Regions from separate parts of the Mus musculus genome. Here region 1 is linked to region 2. Evidence: chromatin contacts called from public Hi-C data. All regions are on one chromosome and are shown on one strand. The core of a region is the stretch at or near the end of the contact, and the rest is flanking DNA. Distances in the headings are between cores, read along the strand shown.

What was found. A called contact is a pair of places that touch in the nucleus more often than the background predicts.
Region 1: a contact with region 2 is called in a Hi-C map of bone marrow-derived macrophages, with 2.9 times the contacts expected there. The contact joins two enhancer-like sites. A contact is called at or near these places in 9 of 484 Hi-C or Micro-C datasets (B cells, the HPC-7 cell line, adipose-derived mesenchymal stem cells and 6 more), 1 of 115 datasets of contacts at active chromatin or transcription factors (bone marrow-derived dendritic cells) and 1 of 9 other capture datasets (embryonic stem cells).

What each region holds. Positions count from the first base shown.
Region 1 is chr8:68,346,225-68,351,823 of GRCm38.p6, forward strand. Sh2d4a (SH2 domain containing 4A) reads left to right here. Exons shown (of 9, transcript NM_028182.1): 9 at 430-1,480. The coding sequence ends at 522. Among named protein-coding and RNA genes, the nearest start is that of 1700125H03Rik, 19 kb to the right of the region's middle. Within about 2 kb of position 2,382, at least 6 of the 459 cell types and tissues checked have an H3K27ac peak or open chromatin away from gene starts, as enhancers often do. A contact at or near this core is called in bone marrow-derived macrophages, where this site is marked.
Region 2 is chr8:68,115,689-68,121,934 of GRCm38.p6, forward strand. It overlaps a transcript of Psd3 not described here. Among named protein-coding and RNA genes, the nearest start is that of Psd3, 140 kb to the left of the region's middle. Within about 2 kb of position 1,998, at least 22 of the 459 cell types and tissues checked have an H3K27ac peak or open chromatin away from gene starts, as enhancers often do. A contact at or near this core is called in bone marrow-derived macrophages, where this site is marked.

The DNA.
Region 1 (5,599 bases), core at 1,132-3,631, 230 kb after region 2:
ATATAACAAAGAATATAGATATATAACAAAGAAACAAACAAAGAAAATAAATATATAACAAAGAAAGGCCTGACTAGGGATATAGCTCAAGTACCCTTGAGCAAAGGGATGGTGGTAGCACATAATTTCTGCTGGTAACAAGGGGTTTTAATTGTATTTCCTTTCTCATATCCACCTGGCATACTCAGAGATATCCCACGGGAGCTGAGAATACTAGAGATGTATATTCTGAGCATATCTGAGGGTGTTCCTATGCTAGAACTTGGGCTTCAGTAGGACAGGGAAACTGAAAGGAGGGAAATCTCTTTTAGTATTGTCATAAGCCAATCTAGGTATGCATAAACCCAGGGTAGAGGAGTGATCTCCCCTAAGGAGCAGCATGAACGTCTACCACATAGCTGCCTCATGGCCCTGTGCTTTGATTGACAGGAGGAGCCCATAACCTCTCTGGGGAAGGAACTCCTTCTGTACCCCTGTGGTCAACAAGACAAGCTGCCCGACTACCTGGAGCTCTTCCAGTGACAACTCTCATCCAGATCAGCCTCCAACTTCCAGCTGGTTTCCCCTCTGGACAGACACCTCTGAGATGGACATTTGTGTGTGATGCCAAAATCTCTCTGTGACAGAGCCAACAGTGAACAACGTCTGAGGTCTTCATTGAAACCTCTCTTCTGCATAAATGCTGGATTCAGTTTAAGGGGGTGTTACCTCTCTCTCATCCTCATTCTGAAAGGAAAAGGGGGAAGGTACCCACATTTGCAACATCCTAATATGAAGGATAGGACCTTGAAGGATATGACCATGATGATGTATATAAGATAAAAAGGACAAGGGTACACTGAAATCTTTTTAGCAATTAAGATGTTATTTTAAAAGAACAAGTGAACAATTTCATGATCTACACACTCCCTTTTTGTTATTCACTCAAAGGTCTCAGTATTCTGTGTGTATAAATTTTTATCTTGCTTTTAGAATGGTGGAAAAATGTCCCCACTGAGGGATGAGATTATCTTCAAAAGACCACCCTTTCTGTGTCTGTTGGAGTGAGGTTATAGAAGACAGAAGAGAAAGACCCAAGTGTAAATTGAAAGACAAGTTTCAAAACTTGAGATGAGAGACTTACCACATATGAAAAAAACCAACCAACCAACCAAAGGTTTTATTGTGACAGTAACCCTGAGTGTGATGGTTTGAATATGCTTGGCCCACAGGGAGTGGTAGTATTAGGAGGTGTGGCCTTGTTGGAGGAGGTGTGGCTTTGTTGGAAGAAGTGTGTCACTGTGGGGGTGGGCTTTGAGACCCTCCTCCTAGCTGCCTGAGAGATTCAGTCTTCTGGTTCCCTTCGGAAGAAGATGCAGAACTCTCAGCTCCTCCTCTGCCATTCCTGTCTGGAAAATGCCGCGCTCCTGCCTTGATTATAAAGGACTGAAACTCTGAAGCTGTAAGCCAGCCCCAATTAAATGTTTTTCTTTAAAGAGTTGCCTTGGTCATGGTGTCTCTTCACAGCATTGGAAACCCTAACTAAGACGCGTGAGTAATCTTAGGGTTTGTTTCTTCATTCTTCTCTACTCCCCCCCCCCCCCATCTGAAAGTAAATATAAAAGATACTGTGCGTGGCCATGTAAGGACTTGTGTGGTCCTGATTCCAAGAGAAGAACTGAATAAGTGAGTGGTTTGGATACCACCTATTGAGGGATGAATTGTGTCCCACACCAAATATACATGAAGTCCTGACCCTTCTGTATCTGAGTATGAACTGATAGAGAAATAGGATCTGTGCAGAAAAGATAAGTAAGATAGGCTCCAAATCTAATGAGTTGCATCTGTATAAGGGAGAAAGATAAAGAAAAAAGACAAACATGAGGATGGAGGTTAAAGGACCACAGAAACAGAGAGTAGAGTGGTGTAGGGCAGGGTATGGCGGGGATTATGAAAGGCAGTACGGCCCAGGCCCAGACTCTCCCTAGGACTCTATTAGGAAGCATGGCTTTGTTCATTTGCATCTTTATTTAAGCCTTCAGGGATTTAGAAATGTGAGATAATAAACCTCGAAATCACCGAATAGATGGCAACTTTTTACAGCAGCCTCAGAAAACTAGTGCAATAGTTTATGTAACCATGTGTCCTGCACGAGTTGCATGGATTTGTTTCTTGCTGCACAGTGTGCACCCTCAAGAGGAAATAAAAGTAGGATATAGGAATAAGACCCCGAGTAATGCTGGCTAGCCCTGGGACACAGATTTATTCAGCAAGTAATCTCCTACCTGCATCATCCTTAAATCAAAACCTCTAAATCCATTCCTAGACCAGCCTCAGTGAGGGGAGGCCAACCTCTGCTGAGCAGGGAGGGCATCTGTGAGTCACTTTTGCCTGGGAGGAAGTTACTTTGCCCATAGCTAAGCATTTCTTTTTACTTTGTCTTTTAACTAATGTAGATGGCACTGCAGTCTGTCCTTTGTGTGACTCACTCATTCCAAACACAGTGTACCAAAGTAGAGGCTAATGTGCACTCAGTCAATTGCTTCTTGAAATATTCCATTGTATTGTTAAATTTCTATGAGTCTCTGCCATTTCACTTTGTTGTAACATGGCTCAGAATCTCTGAGCTGTTCCCATCTCTCTCCACTTTTCCCTAATTATTTTGAATAGGCACTTTACCTAACTATGTTAGTTACTTTCCTCACTGCAGTGACAAAAGTACCTGACAAAAGCAACTTAAGGAAGGAAGGGTTGACTTTGGCTCATGGTGTGAACTCGTGGTCCATCACATGGGAAGGGACCGTGGGAGGTGGTGCGGCAGCTAGTCACATAGAACCCATATTTAGGAAGTAGAGAGAGATGACAGCTCTCTCCTTTTTATTCAGTCTGCGATCCCAGCCCATGGAATAGCATTGCCCACATTCAGGGTAGGGTTTCCCTCTTTGGCTAATTCCTTCTGGAAACACTTTCACAAGCATATCCAGAGGTGTTTTCCCACAGCGAACCTAAATCCAATCAAATTGACAAGATGAAGCATCACACTATCCGTCTTAGTTTGGGTTTCTTCACTTCTGTGAAGAGACATCATGACGATGGCAACTCTTATAAAGGACAACACTTTACTGGGGCTGGCTTACAGTTTCAGAGGTGCAGTCTATTATCATCATGGCAGGAATCACTGGCAGAAGGGCACTTTCCTCCACAGTAAGTCAGAGAGGAAGCTCTCATTCCTTATTTGGCAGAGCCTGAGCATAGAAGCCTCAAAGCCCACCCGCATAGTGACACACTTCCTCCAACAAGACCACACCTATTCCAATAAGACCATGGGCCAAGCACAGTCAACCACCACACTATTCAATCCTCAGTTTTACTGCACAGGAATGGTCTTTTAACTGAAGGACCTTTATTGTTCCTCTAGCTCTGAAAGCATACAGATCTGCGTTCTGTTACTCAGTGGAATAAGTCAAAAGTATCCTTTAATCACTGATAATTTTGAAGACATTTGAGATACCAGCATCATCCTCTGCCTAAAATTGTATTGTAGGCAATAATTATGGCTGTGTCCAAATGTATCTGTGTTTAGCGACTGAAAGAAGATTAAGAAACATCTCAATCCAGTTAACCTGATATATTACCAAGAGGAGTACCCTTGACTTCTGTAGTGTTTTATCTTACAGGTTCTAAACATGCAGAGGAATAAACTGTCTAGTGCTCAGTGATACAATGGCCAGGAGGAATATTTGAAATTCTGAGGGACACTTGTGTGTTGGGCTGAAGCCAAGTGCTAGTCCCTGCCCACATTGATTCTTGTTTGTTTGCTTCTTTCTTTCTTTCTTTCTTTCTTTCTTTCTTTCTTTCTTTCTTTCTTTCTCTCTTTCTTTCTTTCTTCCTTTCTTCCTTCCTTCCTTTCTTTCTTTCTTTCTTTCTTTCTTTCTTTCCTTCTTTCTTTCTCTTTCTTTTCCTTTTTCTTTCCTTCTTTCTTTCTTTCTTTTTTTTTTTTTTTCAAGACAGGGTTTCTCTGTATAGCCCTGGCTGTCCTGGAACTCACTTTGTAGACCAGGCTGGCCTTGAACTCAGAAATCCGCCTGCCTCTGCCTCCCAAGTGCTGGGATTAAAGGGTGTACCACCACGGGCCCAGCGATTCTTGCCAGTAAGAGTCTGGAAACTCCAGGCTACAGACATCTCAGACTTTTATGGACATGGCAAGCCAGGCCAAGAAGTGTTAGTCAAATCTTATCCAGGCTAAGGAAGAACACCGGAACAATCAAGACCAAAAATGACCAAAGAGACCACTAGTCATTATTCTAGTCTGCTTTCTATTGGTGCGATAACACCAAGACCAAAAGCAACTTGGAGGAGAAAAAGATTTACTTTGTTTACACATCCAAATAATAATCAATTGCTGAAAGAAGTCAAGGCAGGAACTGAAGCAGAGGACAGTAAGTAATGCTTTGTGGCCTAAATGGTTGCAGTGTCTTGTTTCTATATAGGTATCCCTTTCAGTGCACTAGAATCTGGGCATATCTGTGGCCCTCTCACATATGTAGTCTGTGGCTTTCACTATTTTGAGTTTAGGATACACAGTAGATATTTATATAATAGCATGCATATATCCTTGAAACTTCCTTGCTTCAGGTTTTGTGGAGAACAAAGTAAATGATTGTATTCAGAATGCATTATGTGTGCATGTCTTAGAGTTCAGCTTTCCCCTTCTTAATTGGAGCTTTTCCCTAACTACATCTTTAATATTTTTGTTTAGATTGTTCATTCCTGTTCTTGAGGAATATCTATAAGCCATGCTCTGTTTTTCCTTCCATATCTATTTTCACAGTCTTCTCATTCCATCCATCCTTTCTTTTTGCTGTGTCTTAGGAGAGAGCTGCTCATCTCTCACTGTGTGGATGGGGAGACTGGATTTCCTGCCATGTTAGTTCTATGCTCTTCTGTGACACTCTACAGTCACACTTGAAGTTAGTGTGCAGGATGGTGAATAATTTGCCTCTCTGTGCAGAGGCTTACCTCTGTTGCTCAAGATTAAAAACTATCAAGGGCCTTACAGGATGAATTTTTCCCTTAACATATGATAAAAATGTATTGTTGGACAATGAAGTAGCTTGACATAACAGAAGGAAAGCCCAGCAGGCTTGGGGTTGTGTCTTGACTCTATCATCAATTAGCCATGTGTAATCATAGAAACAAGCATTTTGCTATACCTGAATGAACTCTTACTTCTAAAATGAGTTACTGAAGTCACTTGGGCTCCAAAGATTAGAAAAAAGTTAAGTGCCCAACACAACAAAAGCTCTCATAAGTGTGCCCACTCCTTGTGAGGGTTTCTTTATTAACTCAGCTTATGTAACCAATGGGCCGTGCATCATAATGGCCACTTTCCTGGAGTTTGAGGAACTATTTTAAGGGGACAAGGGAAAGTGCTGAGGATATAATTAATAATGTGGTTTTTTTTTTTTTTTTTTTTTTTTTTTTTTTTGGTTTTTCAAGACAGGGTTTCTCTGTATAGCCCTGGCTATACTGGAACTCACTCTGTAGACCAGGGTGGCCTCGAACTCAGAAATCTGCCTGCCTCTGCCTCTCAAGTGCTGGGATTAAAGGCGTGTGCCAC
Region 2 (6,246 bases), core at 748-3,247:
AGAGAGACTTCTCAATATATATGGATTTTTGGAGATGTGCCCCTAAGGACTACAGCTCTAATACTGGGTTGTCTTAGATCAGTGGAGTTGGAAGGGGAGAAAGCAAACCAGACAGTCTAATCTTCTCACAGAGCAGCCATGGAACTGGGATCCAGAATGAAGGCATTTGCCCTCCCTTTGCTACTCTGAATTATAAAGAAATCTAGAACCCTTAGGTCTCAGATGCCAGTCTGGTTGCTTTTCCCCATGTAACAGGGACACACAGCTATAAGATAGCCCTGGGTATTCTGCCCGTTGCTTCCTGTAGGTAGACTGAAACACTGAGGTTTGTGTAATTACTCTACAGATGATAGCATTCGTACAACCATCCAAAGAACTTTGTGTGAATGTCAAAGGAAGTGAGGAAGAGAGTGTGTTGTCATGGAGATACGAAGGAGGGAAAGTTGAAACCCATTCTGCTATCTCAACCGTTATTTATTCAAGTAATAAATCATGACATCTTTGTCAAAATCAATGTAGCATGAAATGGACTAAAAATAAACCTTGCAATCGAATCAACACTGTCTTCTGCACACCGGAATCTTCTAAAAGGGATGCTCCACTGCACAGTTAGCTCTGTCACTGCTAACATTTCTATATGAGCACTTGTGCGTGCTTTCTCTCTGTTCAAATTCCTTCTTAAAATTCAGCATTAATCACCAAGGTAGATTAAAATAGAGACAGCATAATCTACGGTACCATTTCATGGGTAGAACAGTCTCTAAACTTATGACAGGCCAGAAAAATGAACCAAGCTTGAGGAAGGAAGGAATACTTCTCAGAGAAGGGAAATGACAATTTCCTGGGGCATTAAATAGTCCAAGGCTCAGGGGTCGGTCTTCAAAGTGATTTCATTCTAGCTAAAATCTGGTCAGAAAAAGAAACATCAGTGTAGGATCTGACAGCTGGCAACACAGGCCCTGCCATTCTGTGATGGGAACTGAGGCTCCACACAACTTTTAGCTCCACACTGGAGCCACAGTGTTCCCATAGAAAGGTATGCCCTTTCTGTAGGGAACTTTTATACAATGTAGTTATCTGAGAGGATAATGAATCTTTAGAGACAAATAAGGTGTACTAGATGAAGTGAAATTGTGTTGGTTTTTTATCTCATGAAGCACTTTCTCTTCTCTTTCCAGATTCATGGATTCATAGTTACCACAGAGTTGCAAAGCCCACAGAGAGCCCAGGACATGAGCTAGCTTTATTGACAGAACCAGAGCTTTTAAAATTTAGGTTTTACTCCTTTTCTTAATCTCTTGGATTCCAGCACATATTACCTTTTATCTGATTAAAAACTTTCTACCAAAAATCTAGTGTGCTTTATACACTTGTAGTTGAAACATTGGTTTCATTTCAAGGACTAATGATATAAAAGTACAGAGTTAAAACTATTTCCTGTAGTCTCCTATGACAGGCTCTGACTATTAGAAAATCTCCTGCCTTCTGTTTCTGTCATTGGAATGTGCTGGTTAAACCTCTATTATTCCCATGTCTGTCTTGCTTATCCACATGCTGTTTCCTAAACCATGAACCCTCCTAGAAGCTGGCAAAGAAAACTCAGAAAGCTGATTGGAATTGAGTTCCTATTGTGCGAGAGCAAGGGAGAAAACACAAAGACAAAGACAAAAACAAAAACAAAACAACAAGCCCCAGAGAGTTCTGGTTTTTGAGAAACTTGAACTTAGATGACCTTTTGTGGGGTTTGTAAATGGTATTTGGGGGACAGAATTTTGTACTTACACATAGTCACTGCTATTTTAGAATACGACGTGTAAGATACGAATACTAATTTTTATATACCTGCAAACTCTAGAAATGATTATTGAGTTGTTGGTTTTCCCATACCCTCTTGGGAATAATGTCTGTTATCCTTTGGTGTCTTTAGCCCCAAGCTTGGGTGTAATGTGCACAGTTCCTTGTCCTCCACTAAGGGGCAGTATAACATGGAGTAGAAGGCAAGGTGAGGGCAGGCTCTGGCATAGACTCTGGACTTTTCCTAATTTACTCTTCCAGAATAGCCACGGGCATGTGAAGGAACTCTGCCGGCATCACCATGAGCCACAGTCCCACCTTCTCCTGACCCAGACAGCTGGTGGTGCTGAGTGATGCAATGCTCAGTTAGATTCGATAGTTCTCAGCTCTTCACCCACTCTCCCACCACAGAAATTAGTATGTTGTCAATCAAAGGCTGTAGGACATATCAGGTTACCTTCCACTAGAATATCTCCAGCTGTAGAGGTCAGGAAACAAGGCTAAGGGAAACCTGGACTCTGGGTAGATGACTTGACAGTCCTAAGCTACCAAATCCTAGCTGTGGGCCCTACCAAACTGCTAATCAATCCTCAAAGCATCGTCTCTTATCTAGGATTTGGGAATGCTCTCATAGCAGGGAGAATAGCACATGGAAGCTGTCTAGGTCACAGAGTGAGAGGACTAGAACTAACTTCTTTTTACTAGTTCCCAGTCATCCTACAACTGACGATCCAGGTGACTTGATTAGCTGCACTCATTCCTTATAGTCAGAGGATGCATGCCAACATTCACTCTAGAGCCTGGGGGCTGAAACCTCAAGAGAATCTATTTGGCTGTTTGTACTACTGCAAACTTCTTATTCTTGATATGCAATTTGTTTTCCCTGGGAAAGTTGACACAAGGACCTCAACTCTTCAACATGCACATAGGAATGAGAGGACTTTACTATATGTAATCACCTGAGATGTAATTGTTGTATTCTTCTTTACTACATCAATTATAAGATCCCACTGTGAGTCATCAGGGTCTTACCTTTTGTAGTTGACTGAACAAGAAATTGCTTAAATCAGTTTTTGTACGTTCATAAAGGTAAATTCTCAAACATGAAAATACTAAGCACTTCGCAGAATATTTCATATTGTGGGTGATGAGGGATAACCAGGGTTGGACATAGGAAAAACTATCTTTGTTGATTTAAACAAACAAACAAACAAACAAGCAATACAACAATAACAACTACCACCACCAAACACATAGCCTGAGGCTGGACCACCTGACTAATGACACTTGTAAAGCCTTTAAGGGATTTGTAGATCTGAAGGAATGGATTTCACAATTCCTCTGATAAGCTTTCGTAGTCCCATTCTCTGACTGGACTCTGGAAACACACTGCCTACACTCCATCCCTTCTCTAGTCTTCCTTAATGTCACATTTGTCTTGACTTTCCTCTTCTTCCCCTCAAGACAGATCTACTGTTAGGGCTGTAAGTCAGTGATATGGTACTTGTCCAGCATGGGAAAGACCTTTGGTTCAATGCTTAGTGCCACAAGATTTTAAAAAATGAAGACAGGTACTTGAGAACAGAAATGTCTGTGTATAACAACTACAAAACAAGGGATACTGTTGCTTTCAAGATAGGGGAAACTGAGGCTCTATTCTGATGGTTTTCTTACAGTTAGGACTTAGACTTGAGATATCCATTCCCCCTAGGAATTCCATACATTTAGTTTAGGTAGGTCAAATATCTGGGTGGGGGTGGGGGTCCATTCACTAAGGAATCGAAAATAAGACTTCTACTGCTGGCCCACATTTTTGGGCCAACTTCCAAAGCACTTTTCCCCAGAGAACTGGCCACAGATCCTAAGCTTGGGCCTATGTTCCAAAGACCAGAGGGAAGAAAATCAGCGGTGAACAGAATCAAAGTCCATAGATAACTGCTGTGTGACCCTATATCCAGAGATTGGGCTCGGATGCACAAATGTCCTGTCTGCTAAATCCCTGCAGGAAGAGAGATATAAAAACTTAAATGGAATGTGAGCTATTTCTTAAGGAAGTATGCTCCAGTTGCTTCTGCCCACAGAGAACTTGGACTCATCCTTAATTGTGACTTTGTAGGCTCTCTGACTGAAAGAGCAACGATAAGGCAGGTCGTGTGCAAAAGCAGTCAGGAGACAGGCACAGGATCCAGATGGAGCTGGCCACCTCCCAGCTCTCAGAAGGCTACTGTGAATTTCATGGAACTCTCCTATGGCTTCCCTGACAGTTCCTTTCATGTCCGCCCTCTACAGACAGCACACCTTTCTTCTAGCTCATGCCACTAATCCTCACATAGAGACTCAGTTTTACCCAATCCACACTTTCCAAATGTACAGTATAACAAGACAACCACACCACTGGGAAACGGAAAAAAAACAAAACAAAAACCTTTTAAATTCTGTTCACCCATCTTTCAAGTGATGCACTTGAACTCACTGAAGAGGATGGACATCATGAGATAGCATAATGGGAAGGGTGGTCCAGAGATGCAGGAACTTATACATCACAGCATGGGTATGATCAAGAGGAGAGCCTACAAGGGCCCAAAGGTACCCTGGATACCGCATGGGGCCACCTCTCACTTCCTGATGGAGACACAGACTCGTGTCCAGGACTGATCATCCACCTGGTGCCAGGGACCGAAGGCAGGTGAATGTGGGCTCTAAACGTCATATGTTTAAGGGGATCAGTGTTCCAAGGCTGTGCTTCAGTTCTGAAAAACACCACTCCCCACGGAAGCCCCCTCCCCATTTTCCTCAGCAAGACCTTAAAAACAGGGGTTGCTTTTAGTCTTTTTTTTTTTTGAAAGGAGGGAGAGGATTTCAGCTTAGCCACACCTTAATTCTCATATCTGAAACTAGAAATTCCAACCCCAATTTCTGAGAATGGCTATGAGAATTAGCAGACGTGAGAAAACAGCTAGTATAATGGCTGGCTCCTCTCCCCACCACCATCCCCTGTCTGTGAACCTCCTTGTAGTTCCTTCTGCTCCTGTCTTATAAAGTATGCCCTCCCTTACTCAACCTTCCTAGGCAAAAATCTTGAGAAACTGATATCCATTGTCTGCTTTAGCACAGGATGCTATCAATGGCTGGGAAGAGCCAAAAGAGTACTGTAGCGGATAGGCACCTCCGTTCCTGAGGTACAGGTGACCTACAAGAGTGGCACAGAGTCAGAATTTCCATTCTGTGCCCTGTCTCCAAAATCTAGAGAATCCCAGGTTCTTACCTTGAGAGGCACAGCAGCAGGTGGGGCCAGGCAACTCTGGCTGATCTGAATGGTGGGGCAATATCTGAAGAGCTGTGCCCTTGTTGCCAGCACTGTGGTACCTATGTCTTCTTCACAGTTCTTTGGGAGTACCTCTTGGTTTACAGTCCCTCTCCTCTGGAGTGCCCTTTTGCCCCTGTCAGCTGCATAGGACAGGGTGCTTTGTGGAACTGAGAATTCGATGGCATTCCTGGCTTCTGGGTCCATATCCCACAGGTCCCCGTGGGCAGAAATGACTGGCCGGTGCTTCCAGCCTATGGAAGGACTGCTGTTTCTATCATTCAGTGTAGGAGCTGGGCTAGCAAGCCTACATGGCAGTTGTTGTGGTAGGCCAAGTTTCCTAGAAGCAGGGACCAGGCAACGCCTACTATGTGGGGATCCACAAACCCCACTCCTCTTTACATGCAGATTCTGAGATTTCTCTGTTTCTTCCTTCTTTTCCTTCAGTGAGTAGCAATCGAAAGCAGCTGGTCTCAGTGTTCCAGGGCCTTCCCCGGGCAGGAGACTCGAAGGCGATGGAGCTAAGCCCTGCGTACATCTGAAGTTCCAGGGAGCAGAGAAGAAGCTTGCTCTGGGACTTGGGAAAATGTGTCCCTCCTCCAGGCCCCCTGGGGCTGCTGTTGCGACTGCGGTTGCTGGAGAAGGGGCGGGGAGAGTTTGGGTAGCTTGGGTTGGTGGGGGCTGCAGCTGGATGAAAAGGAAGGAAGTTTTCATCTGCTGTGGCTGAGGCTGCTCGGCCATTTCCTCCAAGGGAGCAGAGCCAGTCCTCGCCAGGGTTTCAGACCTCAGTGTCTCAGCAGCTGCAGGCAGACATGACTCAGCCCCATGGCTTTACCATCAGTCTGTGGAAGGAAACAACACACCTTTAGCACCCAGGGGGACTCTTCAATGGGCTGAGGGCCAGAGAATTGTGTTTGCTGGAGAACTGGACTCTGCTCAGAGTCACAAAAGCAAACATTGGTGGAGAACAGCATACAAGTGACAGATGTGTGTGTGTGTGTGTGTGTGTGTGTGTGTGTGTGTGTGTGAGTGAATCAAGACAGACTTCCACACCTATGTCCAAATGGAATCACTTATTTACCTTTAACTGTTCCTTCTATTGATTAATCCTAAGTTATTTTGACTATTCCTGTGATTTGGAGTATGAT